Linked DNA regions of Sus scrofa: region 1 is linked to region 2. A link is a contact called in public Hi-C data. All regions are on one chromosome and are shown on one strand. The core of a region is the stretch at or near the end of the contact, and the rest is flanking DNA. Distances in the headings are between cores, read along the strand shown.

Region 1 (4,497 bases), core at 1,786-4,285, 53 kb before region 2:
CTGAGGCTTGGGTTCCATCCCTGGGCCTGGAACTTGTGGAAGCCACAGGCATGGCCAAAAGGAAAAAAAAAAAGAAAAGCCGCTTTTTTCATTTTCTTTAAAGAAAATACCATTCTCTCTTTGGGGGGAGGGGCGGCAGTTACACATCCACCAGCAGCCTTCCTGAGCTACAAGGGGTCTCTAGATCCTCCCGTGAGGGGTTTGCATCCTCCACCCCCCACCCCGTGGCGGGACCGTGCAGGAGGGCGAGGGAGCCAAGGCGCCACTGGGGGAGCCACAGTGACTCTGGAACGGTGGGGCAGGGAGCAGCCCTCCCTCCCACTTAGAAGTGGGGTTCCTACTTCAACTCCAAAGGCAGGGCTGGGGGCAGGGGATCAAAGGAGCAAAAAGCGGGAGCTGAGGGCCGACGTCGCCTGGCCTGGTCTTTGGCTGAACGAGGGCGGCAGCAGCAGGATACCACCGTGGCAGAAGTTCTCCCTGGAAGAGAAGGGGTCCGTCCGTGAGGCCCACGTCCTAGCAGGATGCGAGGCGGGCCTGCCCTCCGCTCACTGTGACTGGGTTTTCTCGTTTGTAGCTGCACCTGCAGCACAACGACATGCCAGGGCCAGAGACTGAACCTGTGCAACCTCAGAGACAAGGCCGGGTCCTTAACCTGCTGTGGCACAGCGGGAACTCCTTCACTGGGTGTTTAGGGCCTGCAGCTTCGTTCCTTTCCAGCACTTCTGCACCGGTCCCTCCAAGGAGAGGCTGGCCACCTGCCTCTCTGAACCTGAGGCCTGGAGGCAGGGTGTACCCACGAGGCAAAGCTTAGATCCACTCCACTGTCAGGGAAGGAGATGCAGCTCATCTCCTGTGGCTTCTGCGTATTTGCCACATGTGCAGATGAAAAGAAGTCTTTGTCACTGATAACAGACACTTGGTTTCTTCTGAGATTTTATGCATGTCCCCAAGTATGTCTCCCAAGTGAGAACTTCCGAGCCAGCAATCCAGTCTCTTTTCCTCGTGCGCCTCTTGGAGCCTCTCCTACCCACAACAGGTACCCACTCTCCCGTCATCTTGAGATGAGGGTGCCCCAGAGGCAGCGGGGTCCCTCCTCCCGCGACAGCGTCTTCTGAGCTGGAGGCCTGCTTGGAAGACAGTCCAGTCACCCTTGGCCCCGGCGTGCCCTGGCTCGGAGTTCCACGGGTGTTTTCCTCTGCTCACACATCTGCGACCTGCAGGTGCATCAGGAACGACTCAGAACCCGCCCGGCAGCAGACAGGACAGAGACGTGAGGCAGCCTGCGGATCGCTGCTATTCCATCTGCTCGTTTGCCCCGGGAGAGAAGCTCGAAGCTCTGCTCTGGGGGGGACGTCAAGGGGTGAGCCCGCATCTCCCTGGGTGGATCTGGGGGCCGTGCAGGCCCCGGGAGGCAAGGAGGGCTGCCGAGCATGGATCATTAATGGACCTGCATCGCGCTACGGGAGAGGTGCTCTCTAAGCCCGACCCTCCTCTCCCAGGCCTGGGCTGAGCCAGCTGCCCAGACGCGTCATCACTCCGGTGCACTTCATGTTAGCTGGGATTTTCCTCCCTCTGAGTCTTCTCCTGAAGGTTTGCTTCAGAACTCAAATGTATTTGCCAGCTGCCCACTGTTATAGACTGAGATGAGGGGGCGACTTAGGAAAAATGCTGCACAGAAACCTTAAGTGATACAGGATTTAAACACTTAGCATGAAGGGTGGTTGGGAGCAGAGATGCCATCCTAACCATTCCAGACCCACGGAGCGGAGCTCGTTCTGACAAAATACAGCTGTGGCTTTTAGGACTTAGCTTTTCGTGTGTGTATTTTTTTGGCTTTGTTTTAGAGCTGCACCTGCGGCATGTAGAAATTCTCAGGCGAGAGGTAAAGTCGGAGCTGCAGCTGTAGGCCTACACCACAGCCACAGCCCCGCCAAGCCGCGTCTGCGACCTACACCGCAGCTCACGGCCACGCAGGATCCTTAACCCACTGAGTGAGACCAGGGACTGAACCTGCACCCTCATGGATACTAGTTGGGTTCTTAACCTGCTGAACCACAACGGGAACTCCAGATTTAGCATTTCTGTCAATGATTTACTGTAATAACAACGTGGCTGTGAACAGCTGTGTCAGAAAAGAAGTGAAACGTGGAAGCAAAGAGAACAAATGTTTTCCCTGAGGTGCCAGAGCAGGGGTGCCAGGTGGTCCTGCTGCTGTGCAAACTTAATTCTCCACCAAAGGAAATCGCGCAAAAAGAACCGCGGGCTTCTGCCGACAAAGGTCTGGCGCTTTGGAACCCCCCTGCCAAGAAAGCTCTAAACTCAGACCCGGACAGTACTTCTTTGTAAGACGCCAGCCTCCCTCCCAGCTCCTCTTCGCGCAGGGCGGCCCAGATATGGAAACGGGGGCCCCCTTCAGGCGGAGGCTCCCGGGCCAGGGATCGAACCGGCGCCACGGCAGTGACAACGCAGGTGCTTAGCCCGCCGGCCACCAGGGAACTCCTGGCAATCGGCCTTTTTTTATTGGACTGAGTGTACACCGCGTGCCACCCACTCGTCTCCTTCTTGTCACACAGACTGAAAGAGGCGCGGGCGCTGCGGAGACCGGGCGAGTCCCGGCGAGACCCCGCGCAACCCAAGGCCGCCGGCGGGCCCACGTGCCTGCCCGGGGTGCCCGCCGCTCTCGCTCGCTGCTGGCCCACTGGCCCCCGCAGGGTGCTCGGTCAGCGCGTCCGCGGCGCCCGGGGCCGCACTGGCCACAGCGGGCGGGGGAGGGCGGCCGCACCGAGGCGGCTCTGCATCCCGGTGCGCCCGGGACTGGCTCTCGGGGCCGGGCTCCCACCCCACGGCCACACCAAGTCCAGCCGCTAATGACCCCCGCGAGCCGCGCCAGCCGCTCGGCCTTTCCCACACCGGGAGGAACCGCGCCAACCGAATCCCCGCTCCGGAACGACCTCCACCCGGCCCCGCGCGGCACCGCCCGGGCCCTCACCTCGCCGCGAGGCCGCCATCTTGCCCCCGGGCCCCGCCCCGCTCGCCCGCTCGCCCCGCCCCGCTCGCCCCGCCCGCCGAATCCGCCGCGATCCCGGCAGCCTCTTGGCTCCGGACGCGAACGGGGTCCCTTCGGCCATTTTCGATTCTGCTCCCGAAGGGGTTCGACGGCGCCGCGCTTCGGGAGTTGATTCCGAACCGGGGCCGAGGCCCGATTAGCGCGTCCGACAGCGCTCGGGCACTTTCGGACAGGAGGAGGCGGAGAGCCGAGGCTCGTGAGGATCCCGGCTCGGGAGAGTTCGGCTTCGCTCGGCTCCTCCTCGGGCGCGCTCGGCTCCAGCGGGAGGTGGGGGCGGGCGGAGCCTGCGGCGCGAGGTTCTCTTGCCCGGGTCGCGCTGCGTCGGAGGCCGGCGAGAGTCGGCTTCTCCGTCCGTGACCCCCCTTGGTTGGGGACCGCGGCCGTCGCGGCCTCCTGGGCCCTGAGGAGGGCCAGCGCCGGCCGCTCGGAAACCCTCGTGCGGCCTCGGACCAATTCGGACCGACTCGGCCCCGCACTTCGGGTCACCTCGGCCCCCCTCGGTTCCAGACCCTTGGTCTCGGCTCGGCTCGACTGGGCAGCTTCGTGCCGGATCGGCTCCTATTCGGGCAGCCCCGGCTTGGCTCGGCGGTCGGCTTCGGGCGGCCTCGGCGCGGCTCGGCTCGGCTCGGCCCGGCTCGGACGGCGTCCTCGGCAGGAGCGCTTCGGGCCCCGTCCCGGCCTTCGGGCGGCCCCGGCCGGCGCCTTCGGGCGGGCTCGGCGGAGTCCGGATGGAGGACTCGGACTCGGCCGCCAAGCAGCTGGGCCTGGCCGAGGCGGCGGCGGTGGCGGCCGCGGCCGCTGTGGCGGCGGCGGCCGCGGCCGCGGCGGGAGGCGAGGCGGAGGAGCCGGTGCTCAGCAGAGACGAGGACTCCGAGGAGGACGGGGACTCGGAGGCGGAGCGCGAGACGCGGCGGGTGACGGCCGTGGCGGTGATGGCCGCCGAACCCGGGCACATGGACATGGGCGCCGAGGCCCTGCCCGGCCCGGACGAGGCCGCCGCGGCCGCCGCGTTCGCAGGCAAGTGCCGCCGGCCCGCGGTTCCCTCGCACCTGTCTGCACCTGCCTCGCACCTGCCTCGCGCACCTGCCCCCCACACACCTGCACGACCGACGCGCGCCTGCCCTGCAAACTACTCCCCAACGCATACCTGCCCTGCACACGGCTGGCTGACCAGCCCACCCATCCTTCCCCAGCATTTACCCCGTGCCCTGTCGTCCCTGTGCCTACACAACCGCCTGTAAGCAGCCTGGCCCTCCTCTGCAGCATACCTGCTCCCTGAACTCCTTTCCCTCCTTTCAGCACTCTAGGCTCCTTCCAGAACCTTCTCAGCACCTGCCTCTCGCCATCCTTGTTCTCTTCTCTGTCCTTGGGGCTGTGACATGGGGGTCAGACATAGGCCTTGTCCTGGAGCAGCCTGAGGGTGGGCACAG
Region 2 (4,873 bases), core at 1,802-4,301:
GTCCTCAGGTAGCACCCCACTTACCCTAGAGTCACCCTCATGCTCTCTGACTCATGACTCTGGGTGGTCACTGTAAGGCAGGGTCCACCCCAGGTCAGCCCATCATGACCGTGCTGACCACAAATCCCCAGGGGAGTCCGCTCTGGTCGCGGGGAGAGACGGGTCTCGGGGGGCCCAGGAGGGAACCTGGGGAAGGTGTGTGGAGGGTGGGGCAGAGGCTGGACTTGAGACCCAGTGAAGTCCCCAGTTCCCTGGGCCATTCACTCCACTGGCCCCATGTGGCCCTTAGCCCCCTTCCTGTGACCTTGGAGCCCCTCCCTCCCACCTGGAACCAGTGGGCACTGATCCCTCTCCCCTCCCGCCCAGCAGCCTGGCCTATCGGGGCCCCCTGGGAACACACAGCTCCTTAGTGGGGGTCAGTGGTGCCCACTCCCCAAGCTCTGGTGGTGGCCAGGCCTGGCTTGCTCTCAGGTGCCTGGCGCTTGCCACAGGTTGGCATGAGCGTGTGACAGTAAGCGGGTGGTGGTATTGCCGGCAGGGACGCCGGTGAACGAAGAAAGCAGCACTGCAGCGAAGCCAATCTCAAACGGGGACAGGCGCTTCTCGACTGTGGAGATGGCGGTGCTAGGCGGGGTGCTGGGCGCGCTGCTCCTTCTGGCTCTGATCGCCCTCACGGTCCTTGTCCACAAGCACTATGGCCACCGACTCAAGTGCTGCTCCGGCAAAGCTCTGGTGAGGCCCTGGGGGTGGGGACAGGACAGGGCTAGAGAGAGCAGAGGGCCGTGGAGGGCATGGGGGACCGAGAGGGAGGCAGCGCGACCAGGGGTCGGTGGAGCAGATGGAAACCGGGTGAAGGTGATGGGGCGCAGACACCATGGCCCAAACAGTGGGGGGGGAGCAGAGAGAGGCAGAGAGCGGAGGGAGGGACGAGGGACCGCCTCGGGGGACGGCCGGGCTGGTCTGAGCCCGCTGGGCTCTGGCTGATGGCTGCCTCCCACCCGCCCCTGCCCCCAGGAGCCCCAGCCCCAAGGCTTTGACAACAAGGCTTTCCTCACCAAAGATGAGGCCAACTGGGAGCCCGCCCCTAGTCCCCCACCCAGCCCTGCCCCGCCAGCACCCCCAAAGCCCGCACCCCCAGATGCTGAGCCCCAAGAGCCTTCGCCCCACAGCCCCGCGCCCTCTCACCGTGTCCCTGAGTCCCCTGCGGTAGCCCCGGATGGGGGCAGCCCGGCAGCCGTGAGGTCCATCCTGACCAAGGAGCGGCGGCCTGAGGGCGGCTACAAGGCTGTGTGGTTCGGGGAGGACATTGGGGCTGAGGCCGACGTGGTGGTCCTCAACACGCCAGGCTCGGAGGTGGATGGCGCCGGCGACTCGGGCAGCGAGGGCGGTGGCGACGAGGGTGCAGACGCGGGCCCGGGCGGCCGTGGCCAGGACGCCCCGGGCACTGACTCCATCTACTTCTAGCGCTGCTTCCCCGCGGCCCCAGCGAGTCCGGACGCCGACAATCGGCTCGGCCCCTCTCCCCAACTCCATTGCCCAGAATAAAGTGACATTGTGGGATCTGCGGGCCTACGTGGGGTCTGCCCAGGGGGCTGCGGGTGGCGGGTGGTGGGGACGTGGCCCCTCTGCCCCTGCCCCGCGGGAGTCCTCCTGGTGGCCCGAGGGGCAGAGAGGGTTGGGCAGGCTCACGCCCTGTGCAGAACCCTGGGCACCATTTCCCGTAAACCACCTGCTGTGCTCGTGGGGCTTCCCAGGCTTGGTGCCAGCTGGTGGCCAGAAAGTTCCTCTCCTGGTCTAACCACGGCCCTGGGGGGGGGGGGGGCGTGCGCTGGGATCTCCCTCCCAACCGACCCAGCATGGAGATTCTTGGCCTGGGGGAGGCTGAGGAGCCAGGAGCTGTTCCCAGGAGCACTCATCTAGGGGAGCACGGTCCTGGGGACCTTCCAGGGGTCACACCTCGGGCTCCTGTGGCCACAGTGTGGGCAATAAACACCCTGGGGTGCCCTCAGGGACACCTGGTCCAGGTGGCTGGACTGCAACCAGAGATAGGGCCATGGGTGGCCCAGAGCGACAGTAGCCTGCAGGCCATCGGCCTGGGGTGACAGGAGTGGCCAGTGGGTGCAGGAGACAGAGATCGTGGGGCCACCCAGCCTGACTCAGTGGGGACAGAGCCCCCTCTACTGGCTTCCTCAGGGATGGACGTCAGGCAGGACTTCCGCCCCAACTGCCACCACACCCCTCATGGGTCACTGGCTTTTTTCCTCATAAAACTGCTCTGCGTTCCGCATGTTTTAATCTCGGCAGAATTTGGGTGTTCTTGTCTCAACAACTCGCACTGGAAAGAATTCAGTGAGCACAGCTGCAGCTCCTCCCACACCCCCGTCACACGAGCCCGCTCCTGTTTCTGCTCCTGGCGCCCCCAGCTCGTCCCACTGCCGCTGCCGCGGCTGCCGCCGGCGCCCCACTCCGCGGCGCCGCTGGGCGAGCAGAGTAGCGGCGGGGCCCCCGAGTCGCCCGCCCCGCCCCCGCCGCCCCAACCCCCGAGTCGCCCCGCCCCGGAGCACGTGACTTCTCCGGCGGCCCCGCCCCCGCCCCGGCCCCATAAAGTCGCTCGCTCCCGAGCCCCCGGGGAGACGAAACTTCCTGCCCCGGCAGCTCCCGGTTCAGGTACTGGGGACCCCCAACCTACGCGGAGCGAGAGGGGCAGGGACGGCCACGTCGGATCCCGGGTTCGCTTCGCAGAGCAGTGACCAGCAGGGGGCGGGCAGCGCGGGTGACTGCGGGGGGAGGGGCACGGGTCCGGAATTGGGGAACCTGGAGGCAGAGGTCGCGGTTGCCGAGGACGAGCCGGGCGGGCGGGGCAGGGAGGGGGCGCCGGCCGCCCCGCGGCCCAGCTGGTTAGGTTTCGTTTTCCTGCGACACGCGGTTTCGTTTCCTTGCGGTCGTCGCGCCCCCGCAGGGCCCATCCCGGGCGCCAGCTCGACACCTGTGGCCCCTGTGCGCCCGCCCTCCACGTCTGCAGTCACGCCCATCGCCGCCTTGGCCAAGACTCACCTGGGCAACGTCGTGGCCAGAGCCCTCAACCCCCATCTGTGACCCCAACACCCGTGACACCTGGCCACACTCACTACCTGTGGTGTGTGGTGACACACGCGCAGCTCTCCTCTCACCTGCGGTTAACACCTGCCTGCCCCCGTGGTCAGAGCTCTCGCCGCGGAGGCCAAGCCAGTGTCTCCACGCCCAGTCCTTGCAGAGGGAGCAATGGCCGCGGCTCCTGACAGGTGACAGCCCGCAGCCCTACCCGGTGCCAACCCCAAGCACCTCGCGGTCCGCGCGTGCCCTGACGCCCGCTGCTCTGCCCGCAGGGGGTGCCCACGCGTGCTCTTCGGAGACTGGCTTCTGGGCGAAGTCAGCAGCGGCCGTTACGCAGGGCTGCGATGGCTGGATGAAGCCAGAACACGGTTCCGCGTGCCCTGGAAGCACTTCGCCCGAAAGGACCTGGGCGAGTCCGACTCGCGCATCTTTAAGGTGGGACCCCAGCCCCGCCTGGAGTGCGGGGGGACCGGCCCAGGTCCAGGCCCGTACTCCATTCCATCCCTCCCCAGGCCTGGGCCGTGGCCCGCGGCAGGTGGCCGCCCCGCAGCAGCGAAGGTGCGCAGCCGATCCCGGAGGGTGCCCTCCGCGCCTCCTGGAAAACCAACTTCCGCTGTGCCCTGCACAGCACGCGGCGCTTCGTGATGTTGCAGGACAACTCAGGGGACCCCACTGACCCTCATAAGGTGTATATGATCAACCCCGAGCTGGGGTGCGGAGGTGAGGAAGGCCAGGGGAGGGCTGCCTGCAGGGAGGGCTGTGCCGCGGAGCAAGCCGCTGCTGGGTTAGATTTCCCCTTTTAGAAACTGGCGTGGGAGAGGCTGGGGCCAGACTGTTGGGGGAAGGTGGGGTAGGGGATGGCCGGGAGGCCCCAGACGGGCCTCTGGGGACTGGTGAAGGGGAGGAGCTGCCCAGGGGTTCACCCCTGGGTGACCCAGTCCAGTCTCAGATCCCCATGTCCCCTTAAACCTAATTCTCTCCCAGAAGGCCCAGGCTTCAACCCGGGGGAAGAGGAGGCCCTCGAGGATGCCCCACCCCCAAGGGTAAGGCCACTCAGCCCTCCTTGCTCCCGGGTTGGGGCTGCCACTTCTCACTGGGGCTGGGGAGCTGCTCACTGATGCCGGCACACTGTCTTCTCCGCAGGGTGAGCTTCCCGGGCCGCGCCTGGCAGCACATACTGGTGAGAGGCTGAGGCACGAGCTGGCCAGGCCGAGCCCTGAACCCTGCACCCCAAGCCCAGCTGGAGATGGTGGGGACCTCCTGCTCCAGGCTCTGCAGCAGAGCTGCATGGAGGACCATCTGCTGGAAGCTGCATGGGGCGTGGATCTGACCCCCCCCGAGGTTCCATGTGAGAGACGGCTGCTCTGCCCTGCAGGGTTCTGGGCCAAGGGGAGGGACAGGCAGGACAGCAGGACCCCTGGGGGGGGGTTGCCCCCAGTAGGGATGGGCTGACCACAGGTGGGCCCGAATAGCCGAGCCTCCTCAGGTCCAGAGCTCCCTGCTTAGAAACTGTACCTGCCACTGGCAGGGAAGGTGGCCCCCAGCCTTGGGCCACAGCCCCAGGCCCAGATGACAAGGTGAGGCGAGCCAAGTGACACGTGGAAGGGAGAGGAGCTGGGGGACCAGGAGCCAACTCAGGCCTTCCTCTCCAGATGCAGGCCCACTCCCAGCCCCGGTGCCCTGGAAGCCCCAAGAGGCGGAGCCCTGCACCACACTCTACCCCCGTGTCTGCACGCGGATGGCAGGCGAGCGGGGCGCGGCCAGTCCCAGCTGCTCACAG

Evidence for each region. A called contact is a pair of places that touch in the nucleus more often than the background predicts.
Region 1: a Hi-C map of liver shows a contact between it and region 2, with 2.8 times the contacts expected there. The contact joins the promoter of TMEM80 here to the promoter of IRF7 in region 2. A contact is called at or near these places in 1 of 5 promoter capture datasets (liver), 3 of 47 Hi-C or Micro-C datasets (heart right ventricle, liver and skeletal muscle) and 1 of 2 datasets of contacts at active chromatin or transcription factors (alveolar macrophages).

What each region holds. Positions count from the first base shown.
Region 1 is chr2:426,835-431,331 of Sscrofa11.1, reverse strand. TMEM80 (transmembrane protein 80) reads right to left here and starts at 3,035. Exons shown (of 5, transcript NM_001244431.1): 1 at 2,990-3,035; 2 at 458-477. The coding sequence starts at 3,008. It overlaps DEAF1 (deformed epidermal autoregulatory factor 1 homolog), which reads left to right and starts at 3,748. Exons shown (of 12, transcript XM_021082564.1): 1 at 3,748-4,084. The coding sequence starts at 3,796.
Region 2 is chr2:373,136-378,008 of Sscrofa11.1, reverse strand. It overlaps IRF7 (interferon regulatory factor 7), which reads left to right and starts at 3,051. Exons shown (of 8, transcript NM_001097428.1): 1 at 3,051-3,281; 2 at 3,366-3,528; 3 at 3,606-3,813; 4 at 4,078-4,136; 5 at 4,237-4,441; 6 at 4,746-4,873. The coding sequence starts at 3,262. It overlaps CDHR5 (cadherin-related family member 5), which reads left to right. Exons shown (of 15, transcript XM_013989870.2): 13 at 1-8; 14 at 539-732; 15 at 1,015-1,560. The coding sequence ends at 1,464.